Regions from separate parts of the Mus musculus genome. Here regions 1 and 3 are each linked to region 2. The links are chromatin contacts, called in public Micro-C and promoter capture Hi-C maps. All regions are on one chromosome and are shown on one strand. The core of a region is the stretch at or near the end of the contact, and the rest is flanking DNA. Distances in the headings are between cores, read along the strand shown. Region 1 overlaps Rere (arginine glutamic acid dipeptide (RE) repeats). Region 2 holds the start of Car6 (carbonic anhydrase 6). Region 3 overlaps Rere (arginine glutamic acid dipeptide (RE) repeats).

The links. Promoter capture Hi-C pulls out the DNA fragments that hold promoters and counts their contacts. A called contact is a pair of places that touch in the nucleus more often than the background predicts.
Region 1: a contact with region 2 is called in a promoter capture Hi-C map of liver. The contact joins the enhancer-like site here to the promoter of Car6 in region 2. A contact is called at or near these places in 9 of 39 promoter capture datasets (the 3T3-L1 cell line, the C10 cell line, the HPC-7 cell line and 4 more), 5 of 484 Hi-C or Micro-C datasets (the G1E-ER4 cell line, embryonic stem cells and nephron progenitors), 3 of 115 datasets of contacts at active chromatin or transcription factors (embryonic stem cells and microglia) and 1 of 9 other capture datasets (liver).
Region 3: a contact with region 2 is called in a Micro-C map of the HL-1 cell line, with 1.8 times the contacts expected there. The contact joins the enhancer-like site here to the promoter of Car6 in region 2. A contact is called at or near these places in 9 of 39 promoter capture datasets (the C10 cell line, the HPC-7 cell line, cranial neural crest and 5 more), 1 of 484 Hi-C or Micro-C datasets (the HL-1 cell line) and 1 of 115 datasets of contacts at active chromatin or transcription factors (bone marrow-derived macrophages).

Annotation. Positions count from the first base shown.
Region 1 is chr4:150,483,898-150,487,662 of GRCm38.p6, reverse strand. The region is part of intron 7 of Rere (arginine glutamic acid dipeptide (RE) repeats); the gene reads right to left. Among named protein-coding and RNA genes, the nearest start is that of Gm52709, 18 kb to the right of the region's middle. Within about 2 kb of position 1,397, at least 103 of the 459 cell types and tissues checked have an H3K27ac peak or open chromatin away from gene starts, as enhancers often do. A contact at or near this core is called in the G1E-ER4 cell line, the HPC-7 cell line, liver and 1 more, where this site is marked.
Region 2 is chr4:150,198,878-150,202,722 of GRCm38.p6, reverse strand. It overlaps Car6 (carbonic anhydrase 6), which reads left to right and starts at 1,588. Exons shown (of 8, transcript NM_009802.2): 1 at 1,588-1,686. The coding sequence starts at 1,614.
Region 3 is chr4:150,542,840-150,546,506 of GRCm38.p6, reverse strand. All of the region lies in intron 11 of Rere (arginine glutamic acid dipeptide (RE) repeats), which reads right to left. Among named protein-coding and RNA genes, the nearest start is that of Gm52709, 77 kb to the right of the region's middle. Within about 2 kb of position 1,391, at least 270 of the 459 cell types and tissues checked have an H3K27ac peak or open chromatin away from gene starts, as enhancers often do. A contact at or near this core is called in the HL-1 cell line, the HPC-7 cell line, bone marrow-derived macrophages and 4 more, where this site is marked.

The sequences.
Region 1 (3,765 bases), core at 148-2,647, 290 kb before region 2:
TGGCTGACACTAACCCCCCCTCAGTTAAGTGAACGTGCATGCATATGCCCCTCCCCCCAAATGCCTAAAGACCATCCACTATAAACACCTCAGCATACTTGGAAAAACAAAACAAAACAAAAAAACAACTAACCAACCAACCAACCAACCAACCAAACAAACAAACAAAACATTTCAAGTGCCCTGATTCATTCTCGCACAACACTATCTATAAACCTAAATCTATTAAAACTCATTTTGAAAGATTTCTAAAGCCATGTAACAAGTCCATCTCACTACAGCAATACTGAGGACCAAAGTACTCAGTCACCCTGCCCACAGAGCAGCCAAGAGAGGCCCTGGTAAAACCCTGCAGAACAAGCCTGTCTACCCATCCAGCGTTCGCCTCCCACAAAGCACTGTTTATCATTATGAAATAGCAGGTACGCAGGTTACTCCCGCCTGCAAACTAAATGATCTTTACACCACTCAGTTATAACTTAAAGAAACATCACAAAATTCCCTCAAAACATAAAAGATTGGAAAAAAGGACAGGACCAACTGTTTCTCAGAAATGGAATGGAGTCAAAAAACGAAAATCTTTTCCAAGAACATGAGTTCTTACAGATTCTTAGAGCAGGACATGGTGCTCGGTACCATGTGCAGAGCCCTGTTCATCCTGTGAGACAACATGAGTTCTAAGCTGAGGAATCTACACATTTTCTGCAGAAATACAGCACACCTCAGTCACAGGGCTGAAGGTGAGACTCAGTTATAAGAGTGCTTGCCCAACATGCATGAAGCCCTGGGTTTGATCCTGAGGACCACATGTGCCAGGCAACCCTCGAATTCAAGGAGGTAGGACACCCAAAGTTCAGAGGCTCTCTCAAAAATGTAAAATTTCCTAAGTTCAGAGAGAGAACACATAAGCAGATTTATCTGAAATAGTTTCCCTTTGTCCCAACACATGAAAACAGGGCGACGGGGCGGAAGAGCATTTCCTTAGACCTGCTGCTGCGCTTAGACAGCGCAGAGCTGCTGAAATGGAGCCGGGCATCAAAGAAACTCTTTCACATACAAGAGGCTAACTCGTTACGACGGGAAAGAACTTAATAGCTACACACAGGAAAAAGTTACTATTACATAAAAAGTTACTCCAACTCAAGAAAATCTTATTTTCAAAATTATTGTTTGGGTCTCATTAGCTGCCCTGGGTGACAATGATGGCATGCAACCCAAGTGTCTTCTTCTGACCCCAGGAGGGATCCTGGCTTGTTCCTCCTCAAGAGGTAAACAGGTGACTGGCAGATCGTCCCCTGTGTGTGTTTTTCTGACATTTTGTTGTTGGCTAAGACAGGCAGCTTGTGACAGCTCCCCTGAGGGAGAAGGCAAGCAGGCTACCTACTTCCTCTTTCTTCCAGCTCATCTGCATTTTGAAAAACAAAACAACAGCTCCAAGTGGGGCTGGCTCTCCAGAGAGCTGCGCCCTGGACAGCTCAGCACTGCTTCTCCCCACACTTGCTCACACTGGCACTGGACACTGCTTCTCTCCACACTTGCTCACACTGGCACTGGACACTGCTTCTCCCCACACTTGCTCACACTGGCACTGGACACTGCTTCTCTCCACACTTGCTCACACTGGCACTGGACACTGCTTCTCTCCACACTTGCTCACACTGGCACTGGACACTGCTTCTCTCCACACTTGCTCACACTGGCACTGGACACTGCTTCTCTCCACACTTGCTCACACTGGCACTGGACACTGCTTCTCCCCACACTTGCTCACACTGGCACTGGACACTGCTTCTTCCCACACTTGCTCACACTGGCACGGACACTGCTTCTCCCCACACTTGCTCACACTGGCACGGACACTGCTTCTCCCCACACTTGCTCACACTGGCACTGGACTGTGGTGGCTGCGGCACTTGCTGTTTCTTTTATCTTGGTTGGTGGTGAATTGTTCTTTCAATGTCCTGTCATTTCTAAGAGCAAAGCTCAACATTCACAGACAGTTTACCCGCAGCCATCTTCCACAATCTTGCACTAGGGTACATCCCTCCTAAAACTTCTTACATATATTTCTGACATGGGGCATCACTGGCATGAGTCTGCTTTTTATATTATCTCCTTCTTGACACTTTAGGGTCACAAGCAGGCTTCCCTGGAGACCAACGACAAGCCTGACCTAAATGCCTCACACTATGAACCAAAGATATACTTCCTAGTCAGGTTCATATATGGAACCCAGCTCTGAATTTACAGGCTTTTAAATATTTTTTTTCAATATCTGAAGATGTTTATGTTTTCTGGCAAAAGTTACTGAAATAAGAAGATCTGGGCTTTGTGCTATGTTGTTGAAGGCTTTTCAGACAGGATAGTAACCAAGGAAATGCTGATGTAGCTCATCCCCAAAGCTATACAAAGATCTTCCATGAGATCAAAGTATGGAGCACCTTGTCAATGAAGCTATGCAACAATGCCTATAATTACCAAGAAGTTACAAAACACCACTTTCAGAGTTCACAATGCCCACTTTCACATGACAGATGCAAAACAAAGCCCAGGAAGAGAATACCTTATGGATAGACACAAAATAAAGTGCTAGCATGAGACTAGAAGGCAGGCATGCTGGGCTCTAAGGAGAGAATCCTTCCTAGGGCTCTTAACTGAAAGATGAAGCAGTCGGTTAAACGGTTATGAAGTACTAGCTGAAACAAATCAGGACCATAAAAAAGACATAGAACTGAGACGTGGCTAAGATATTTATTGCAGCTCAACCAAAGACTCTAGTGTTTTGGCTGACTACATAGTAGGTTTAACTGGTTTTGTTTACCAAGATCTCTGAGCTGAAATTTCTTTCTTTTGGGGAAATGGTTTTAAGGCAGGATTTCTGTGTAGCCTTGTCTGTCCTGGAACTCATTCTATAGACCAGACCGGCCTTGAAGATCTACCTGCCCCTGGCTCCAGGGTCTATCACTGGTCTCTACCTAGGTTAGCCCTCTCTACCTTTCTCTGTTCTCCTGCTGGACCCTTCCTTCTCCCACATGCTCCCTCTTTTGCTTTGACCTATAAACAGATTTACATTAGTCAAAGCTAGAGTCCAATGTGTACCCTCCCTTTAGGTCCTTCCTGCCCGCTACGTTTGTGTCCTTTATACATTTGGAAAACTTTAGATTTTACATATGATAGAATGAGTGGGTGGGTGGCACTTGTCTCCTTTATTCCCATTATGCTCTGGCATTCCTTACCCCGTCCCTCCCCCTACTCATCGCTCTCTCCCACACTCTGCACCTCTAGCTTTCATTAAAAAAAAAGCACACGATGTTTGTCTCCATAGTAATTCCCTGTAAAACGTAGACTAAGCAGAGGTTCTCTGCTCCCACTGTTAAGACTGCTTCCTTTGCTGTGCAAAAGAATCTTATCCCATGGAACACTAGTTGTCAGTTTTGATTATTTATTGAGCTACTGGAGTCCTTCTCAGCTCCAGGTCTTACACAGGAATTTTTATGTGCACTGGATGACTTTTGTATGATATGAGAGACAGGTTAGACTCACCCTTCTCCACATTGGGTATCTATCTAGTCTTAGCAGCACCTTTTGTGTGAGGAGGCTCTTTCTTCTCCACGTCTATGTTCTGCATCTTTGGGAAAGACCAGTCTCTGAGCAGCACTATGCTGCTGTGGTTCCATGGCTCTGGGTCTGCTTAAGTAAGGTACACAATCCCTCCCTCCCTCCCTCCCGTAGCTGTTAAAGCTTTCTGTTCAGGGCTGCGTTAGT
Region 2 (3,845 bases), core at 339-2,838:
GAAACTGAGGGGGAAACTGAGGCACAGAGTAGTTGGGTACCTGGTTCCTTTGCGAATCTTTGGGCTCTTGAGCTTCACGGGTTTAGGATTTCAGTGGGGTCTTCACAGTAATGGATGTTCCCTGATGAAATAAATGGCTGCAGGGAGCCCTCTGAAATATGAGCAATCCACCTCCTCACATACACTTGCTACAGCGACACGCTACCACTTTGCTATCCCAGAGAGCAGATCGATTCTCTGCCAGAGCAGATCAGTTCTTTGCATCTGGCCAGCTCCCTCCAGGAGCCCCACCTGCCTACACCTTTGCGTCTCTGAAGGACATGGGATACGCTGGCTAATCAGGCAGGCATAATACCAATTTCTCTTTCATTATCTACATAGATGCACAAGGATCAGGCAACTTTTGGACTCAGCCTTGGTGTTCCCAAGTGCACTGTAGCTGTCAGAACAAATCCCCAGGAACATAGGAGCACCCACACCTCCTCTACCTCAGTGTCTCCAAGGCATGTGTACAGATGTAGCTCAAAAGCCCAGCTCCATGTTGGCAAGATGGCTCAGCAGGCAAGAGCACTGACTGCTCTTCTGAAGGTCCTGAGTTCAAATCCCAGCAACCACATGGTGGCTCACTACCACCGATAATGAGATCTTACACTCTCTTCTGGTATGTCTGAAGTCAGCTATAGTGTACTTATTTATAATAATAAATAAATCTTTGGGCTGGATCGAGCAGAGACTAAGCAAGTGGGGCCGACCAGAGCTAGCAGAGGTCCTAAAATTCCCAACAACCACATGAAGGTTCACAACAGTCTGTGCAACTACAGTGTACTCACATACATAAAATAAATAAATTTTTGAAAGAAAGAAAGAAAGGAAGAAAGAAAGAAAGAAAGAAAGAAAGAAAGAAAGAAAGGAAGGAAGGAAGGAAGCAGGCTGAGGGCTGGAGAGATGGCTCAGAAGTTAAGAGCACTGGCTGCTCTTCAAAAAAAGAGAAAAGCCTGGCTCCAAGGTCAAGGGCTGGATAAACCTATCTCTGCCTCTAACTGGGCTCCTCCTGTTCTTGCCTAAAGCTAGGATATAAGACTATCTTCCCAGTTGCCTAGCTGGCCAGGGAATGGGGGTCAACCCTTGAGCCATCAGGGATGTTCTTATGTCCACTCTGGGACAGGCAGGAAATACCAACTGGAATCTGGCATGGTTTTCAGACCCTGGTGACTTCACTCAGCAGCCAGGAGAAAGGGCAGAGGACATAAGGCCACTGTCCTGGAAGCCCCTGCTTCCGGGTGCGCTGTGCCTCGGGCTCTTCTCAATCCCTCCAGCTCGCTCATCATCCAAGGTCCACAATGGCTGCACTGTGTGGCCACTGAACTGAGTTCCCAAAGATGTTGAACAACCAGACATGGGCTAATTGGCTATGGTAATGCCCTGGGAGGAGGTGAGGCACGTGCACAGGCACCAAGTCAGAAGGGCCATTGTGGGGAGGGTGTTATTGCTCAGTGGGCGCAGCAAGGGCGGATCAGCCAGCTGGACCTGGTAAATTGTTATTTACAGTTTCTGGGCATTTAAAAGAAGTGCAGCCCAGAACCTGTCCTGCATTCAGGGCTACAGCATCTGCCATGAGGGCCCTGGTGAGCGTGGTGTCCCTGTTCTTCCTGGGCATCCAGGCCCACAGTGATTGGAGCTATTCAGGTAAGCCAACACCTGGCACTTCAGGACAGAGTGACAAAGCAGCCCTCTGCACTGCATGTGGGTCCTCTGTCGGGGTCCACCTGCTCCTTGTGGGTTCACATGTGTTTTGCTATCTCTGAATGAACAACAAATAGACTTAAAACCCCAATGAGTGAGAAGAGGAGACAGGGTTTCCCTGCCTCTGCCTGGCTTTACTTGGCAGCTTTAAAATCTTTCCCCATCCAGGACTGGCTTCTTTGAGAACCCACTTCTCACTGTGAGGTTGTTATTGGTATCAGAATATGTGACAAAATGGCTTCTAGAAAGGACAACCAAGGCCTCATAGAGACTACTAAATCACAGACCGCTTCCTCCTCAGGAATGTGCCTGCTCACAACTCATCCAGGATACCTTGCCTCTGCCAGAGCTCACTGACCTGACCTTCAGATGCTCAGTCAGACTCCTCAAGGAGAATCTTCCCACTTGTAGCTTCCTAGAACTGGGTTGGGGGTCATAGTGCCTGGAGAGGCTGTAGGCTGCTGGATGGTGCAGGAGGCCAGAGGGACATAGGACCAACTCCCTCTCACACAGGACACACATCCAGAGCAGACTATAAGTCCTAGATGAAGGTGACAGTCAGGGACATTGTGGAGGCTCAGATAATCCCGTTCAGAGGGCAGTTCCGTACGTTACCTGTTGGGAGATGGAACGCACGCCTGCCTGGGAGCATGGTGGCTTTTCAGTGTCTTCAGACCGGCAGAGCTTCAGGGGTGACATGAGATGGAGGATTCGTATGGCAAATCCCCATCTTCCTTATGGTTTCGTAGATTCCCATACTGAAGGTCTCCCTCTCACGGCCCCCCAGTGGGCCTGGAGAACAGGGTAACTTTTGTGAATGCCTGAGGTTCTCTGTCTCTTTTCCCCTAGCACTAGGGTTGGAGACCGGCCTTGTATGTGCTACGGAAGCTCTACAGTTGAGCTATGCACCTGGCTCCTTCCCACTAGCCTTGAGACCCAGACCCAAAGCGCTGGATCAAGGGAGGGGCTGTGCTCGAAACTTGGTTTGAATTATTGAGCAGTGGGGAGAAAATAATTAACTTTTTTGTTGACTGCAAACCAAGAGGCCCCAACCCGAGCACCGTGACTAGAACAAGCTGTGTGCTCATTCAAAGCTACCCTGCAAGGATCCACAACTAAAAAGCGCTGAACGGAGCTGCGCATGGTGACTCTCTAATCCCATACTCAGGGAACAGGGGCAGCCAGACCTCTTGTGAGTTCAAGGCCAGCCTGCTTTACATATTGAGTTTAAGGACAGCCAGGGTTACACAGATAGACCGTGTCTCAAAAACCAAAAGTAAACCAAAACAAATAGCTCAACAAACCCCCTCATTGGTGAGGGTCTCTGTCATCTGCAGTGACTGGCCACCATTACCCTGGCTTTGGGATTATTAACTATCTCCTAGAAGATAAATTTGACACCCTTCCTTTCCTTCCTAACTCTCTCCCTCCATCTTTTCTTTCTTTTCTTCTTTTTTGTTTTTGGAGATACCATTTCTCTGTGTAGACCTGGCTGTCCTAGAACTCACTCTGTAGACCAGGCTGGCCTCAAACTCAGAGACCAGCCTGCCCCTGCTTCCTGAGTGTTGGGACTAAAGGCGTGCGCCACCACCTCCAGGTTGTTCTTTTTATTTTAAAACAGTATCTCACTATGTTGCCCAGGCTGGCCTTGAACCTCTGGCTCAGTTACACCTGTGCAACACCCAAAAGACAGGAGGATTGCCATAAGTTTAAGGCCAGTTAGGACTACATAGTAAGTGAGATGTCTCAAAAAATCAAAACAAGTTAACTCCTGGGTTCAAAAAGAACCTTCTCCTAAAAAGAAAGAAAGAGAGAGAGGGGGGAAGGAAGGAAAGAAGGAAGGAAGGGAGGGAGGAAGGAAGGAAGGAAGGAAGGAAGGAAGGAAGGAAGGAAGGGAGGGAGGGAGGAAGGAAGGGAAGGAGGGAGGAAGGAAGGAAGGAAGGAAGGAAGGAAGGAAGATCCTCTCACCTCCACCTCCTGAGAAGCTGGAACTACAGATACTCCAAGTTGTTGTTTGTTTGTTTGTTGTTTTTTAACTGTTTCTGTGTTACTTTTAAAATAGGCTCTAATGTAACTCATGATAGCTTTGAACTTGTTTTGTA
Region 3 (3,667 bases), core at 142-2,641, 340 kb before region 2:
GTTAATTCCAGAGCTGAAGTGGAAACTTAAGGGTTCTTTGGAAAGTTGGCTGGATGGTGTTTTGCTGGCACAAACACATGAAGGAACGTTCCAGTGAAGCAGGCACAGGTGAAAGGATGTTTTGCTAAAGCAAGCATGTGAAAGGACACGTGATGAAGGATTCTTTGCTAACAACACACATGCATTGGTCCGCCTTACATTGCGTAGTTGATATGCATTTGTCAGGACGCCATAGAGAGAAACGCACCAAAAAACTTCTGGTGGTGTGCTGCAGTTTCTTGCTGCTTCTGCGGACTCCAGCTGATTGGATGCATGTGCTAAGGCAAGGCGCGAGGAGGACAGGGTATAACTAGGGCTTGATGGACAGTGATGGAGGCTGAGCTTGGCTTGCTGATATATCTAGCTGTGCAACGCTTGTGGGTCTTGAGTTTCCACAGATTTTCGCTTCCCTGAGAGAGGCACAGCTGAAAACTCCTCCTGGTGTTCCTATTGGCCCTGGTCCCTCCTGCTGACTCGGGCTGAGGCTGAGGCCTGGCTGTCTCTGCTAGGTAGTGCCCCACTACTGATTCCTGTTTGCTCTCCTGACTCTACTGAACTGGGCTGCTGGTGTATCTATCCGTGAAGAGTTTGCGAGTGGATCGAGCTCCCAGTGATGACGTGTGAACTGAATGGCTGATTTCCAGACAACACAGACAGGAGCTGCTCCAAAGAACCTTTCTAAGCAGGTCCACTTCCCCTGTATCCTTTCTTTCCCACTCCCTCTGGTGGGTAGTAGGCTAAAGGAGAGCTTAAAGCATTTAAGAACCATCATTTAAAATAGGTGTTAGAAAAAATTTAAATTACAAAGAATTCTAAAGGCAGAGGCAGGGAGAAATCTGTAAGTTTGAGTTTAGCCGGGTCCACATAGTGAGTTCCATGCCAGCCATGGCTACATAGTGACTGCTGTCAAAAACAAACAAACAAACAAACAAACAAACAAACAACTACAACAAAAGTCAGTGGACACAGAAACTACCCAGCTTTGTCAAATAATGGTATCACAGAGATCTTTTTCCTGAGTAGACTTTCAAAACTAGCATTGGACTCAAAGGAAAGTTTCTTTTTTAAACCCTTTCTTTCCAATAGGTGATAAAATTCAGAGTATTGGATTGATAATCCTAAATTGCTTCAAGTTTACTCCCTTGGTTAACTTCCTAGTAATAGCTGCTCTGGGGCAGGGACAGTTTATGCCATTTCCTTTTCAGGTGTTTTTCTTATGCGTGAATACTTAAGAAAACAGCTGCTTGCACAAATGTGGAATCTGGGTAAACACAGGTAGTACAGTAAACACTGTCCGCTCTGGTTATAAGCCAGAATGCTCAGACTCGGCCTACAGTCTGGTAGAGTGAGAAGAGGCTGACTCAGAATCGTACAAAACAGAAACCACAGAGACGCGGCAGGGAGGGGCAAGGCAGGAGGAAGCAGAACTGCTCACAGCACACCCATTTGCTCAGTTACAGGAAAGGAATTCAGAGGAGCAGGCATGAGCTTCAAGATGCCGCCCGCAGCCTACTTATTTCATCTCTTCCTGGGGCTCTCTGGGGCACTCCCAAGCCAAGGCCCTACACTCAGATTTCCTCATCCAGTGTACAGACACCCAGATGACCAATACCATTCTAGCACAGTGACCACGGCTTAAACCACATGGACAAAGCCTAGACCAGACAGCCTCCTTTGTACTCAGCACAGCACCCACATTGGATAGGACCTCTCACAAGTATGAGGGGAATTACTGCATTCCGTTTCTTTGGTTTTAGAATGTTCTTCTCCTATTTATTTGCAAAGCTGGCTCTCAAATGTTTTCTATGTCTTCACTCAAGAGTGACGTTTCAGGGTTACCTTAAGTAAAGTTCCAAGTGCTGCCCTGCACTGCATACTGCTTTCCTATGCTGTTTCTCATTTCACTGAGTTAACACTTGTCAATGAGTATTAATTACACGTTGAGTGCACGAGGGCAGGCATATTTGCCTATTTTGCTCTGCTATAGCCTCAGCACAACAGAAACCAAAGCTGCCTGGCTGGACTTCACTCGGTAAGTCCAAGTCAGAACCCAACAAACCCTCCCCCCTCCTGGCAACCGCGAGGCTACCCTGATGACCACTACCTCTACAGGAAAGGCCTTCAAAATCACACAGAGGAACGCAGGGGACTAAGAGCTGGCTCGGAATGAGTTCCATCCTCAGGGCACAGCTCCTGTTTTCTACCTCCTTTATTTTATTTATTTATTTATTTTTAAGATTTATTTATTATATATGTAAGTACACTGTAGCTGTCGCCAGACACTCAGAAGAGGGCATCAGATCTCGTTACAGATGCTTGTGAGCCACCATGTGATTGCTGGGAATTGAACTCAGGACCTTCAGCAGAGCAGTCAGTCCTCATAACCTCTGAACCATCTCTCCAGCCCCTCTACCTCATTTTTTTCCTTTCTCCCAACTCCAAATCCCAGTTAGCAGTCTAGTATATCTCACCCATGAACGAGGAAGGCTCTGATGTTGATAAAGACATAATGTTCCAAGCACACACATTAAAACTCTCTCTGTTCTGTTGCTAAGAAACTGAAGAAGAAAAGGGTTTCTATCCTCTTCATTTATAAAATATCCACTTTGTCTATGGGAGAACTACATGCAATTTCCCAAGCCCCCTTGTGCCTTGTTCTCATTTTTTAAAAGAACAGGGAAAGATGACTGAGCACTGAGAAGTGTATGCTAGCTCCATTTTTTTTTTACATGTCCTTGAAAACGAGATGGAAATGTGGTTTCAACAGCCCACTGCCCTAGTATTTATGAATCTTTCAAGCTGAAGATATCCCCATTGTCCCTCTCAAGGAAAAATGAAAAATGCTCAATAAAAAGTAATCTTTGGCTAAAATGATTATCCTGAACTACAAGGCAAGGCATGTTCATGTCCATGGTGGGGTTCTTTCCCTACCTCAGCTCTACTCTACCTAGCTCCAAGGTCCAAACACAAAACACACACACACACACACACACACACACACACACACAAACACACACACACCAGGAGCCCTGGATGGGGACACTATGTATTGCTGGCTTTAAAAGAAAACCAAGTAAAAATATGGCGGAGAGATAATGAGGTATAGAAAAGGGCAAAAGAAAATGACTTTTTTTTTTTTTTTTTTTTTTGAGACAGGGTTTCTCTGTGTAGCCCTGGCTGTCCTGGAACTCTCTCTGTAGACCAGGCTGGCCTTGGACTCAGAAATCTGCCTGCCCCTGCCTCCCGAGTGCTGGGATTAAAGGCATGCACCACCATGCCCAGCATATGAAAATGACATTTGCTTTACAAATGAAAAGGGAAAAAATAGAAAACCACACACATCTTTGGCCACACTCTCCAAGGGAGCTTGCTGTAAGGAAGCCATCGTGTGAAAGGGAAGGTGGAGCCTCATCTGTATACTCCAGAGGCGAAGGCCTTCCTCTAATGCTCCTAAATGTTACCCAAGGAGTTAAAGCTATTTCTCCTTACAGCTTGTTAGACAGTAGAATCTTTTTGCAAACTAACTGACAGAACTGATTGCCTTCCGCCACCTTTCTGTACATATAACTGATTTTTAATTCACTGTCTTATTTCTAAAAGGACTTGACAATAAATTCTGTTCTCTACC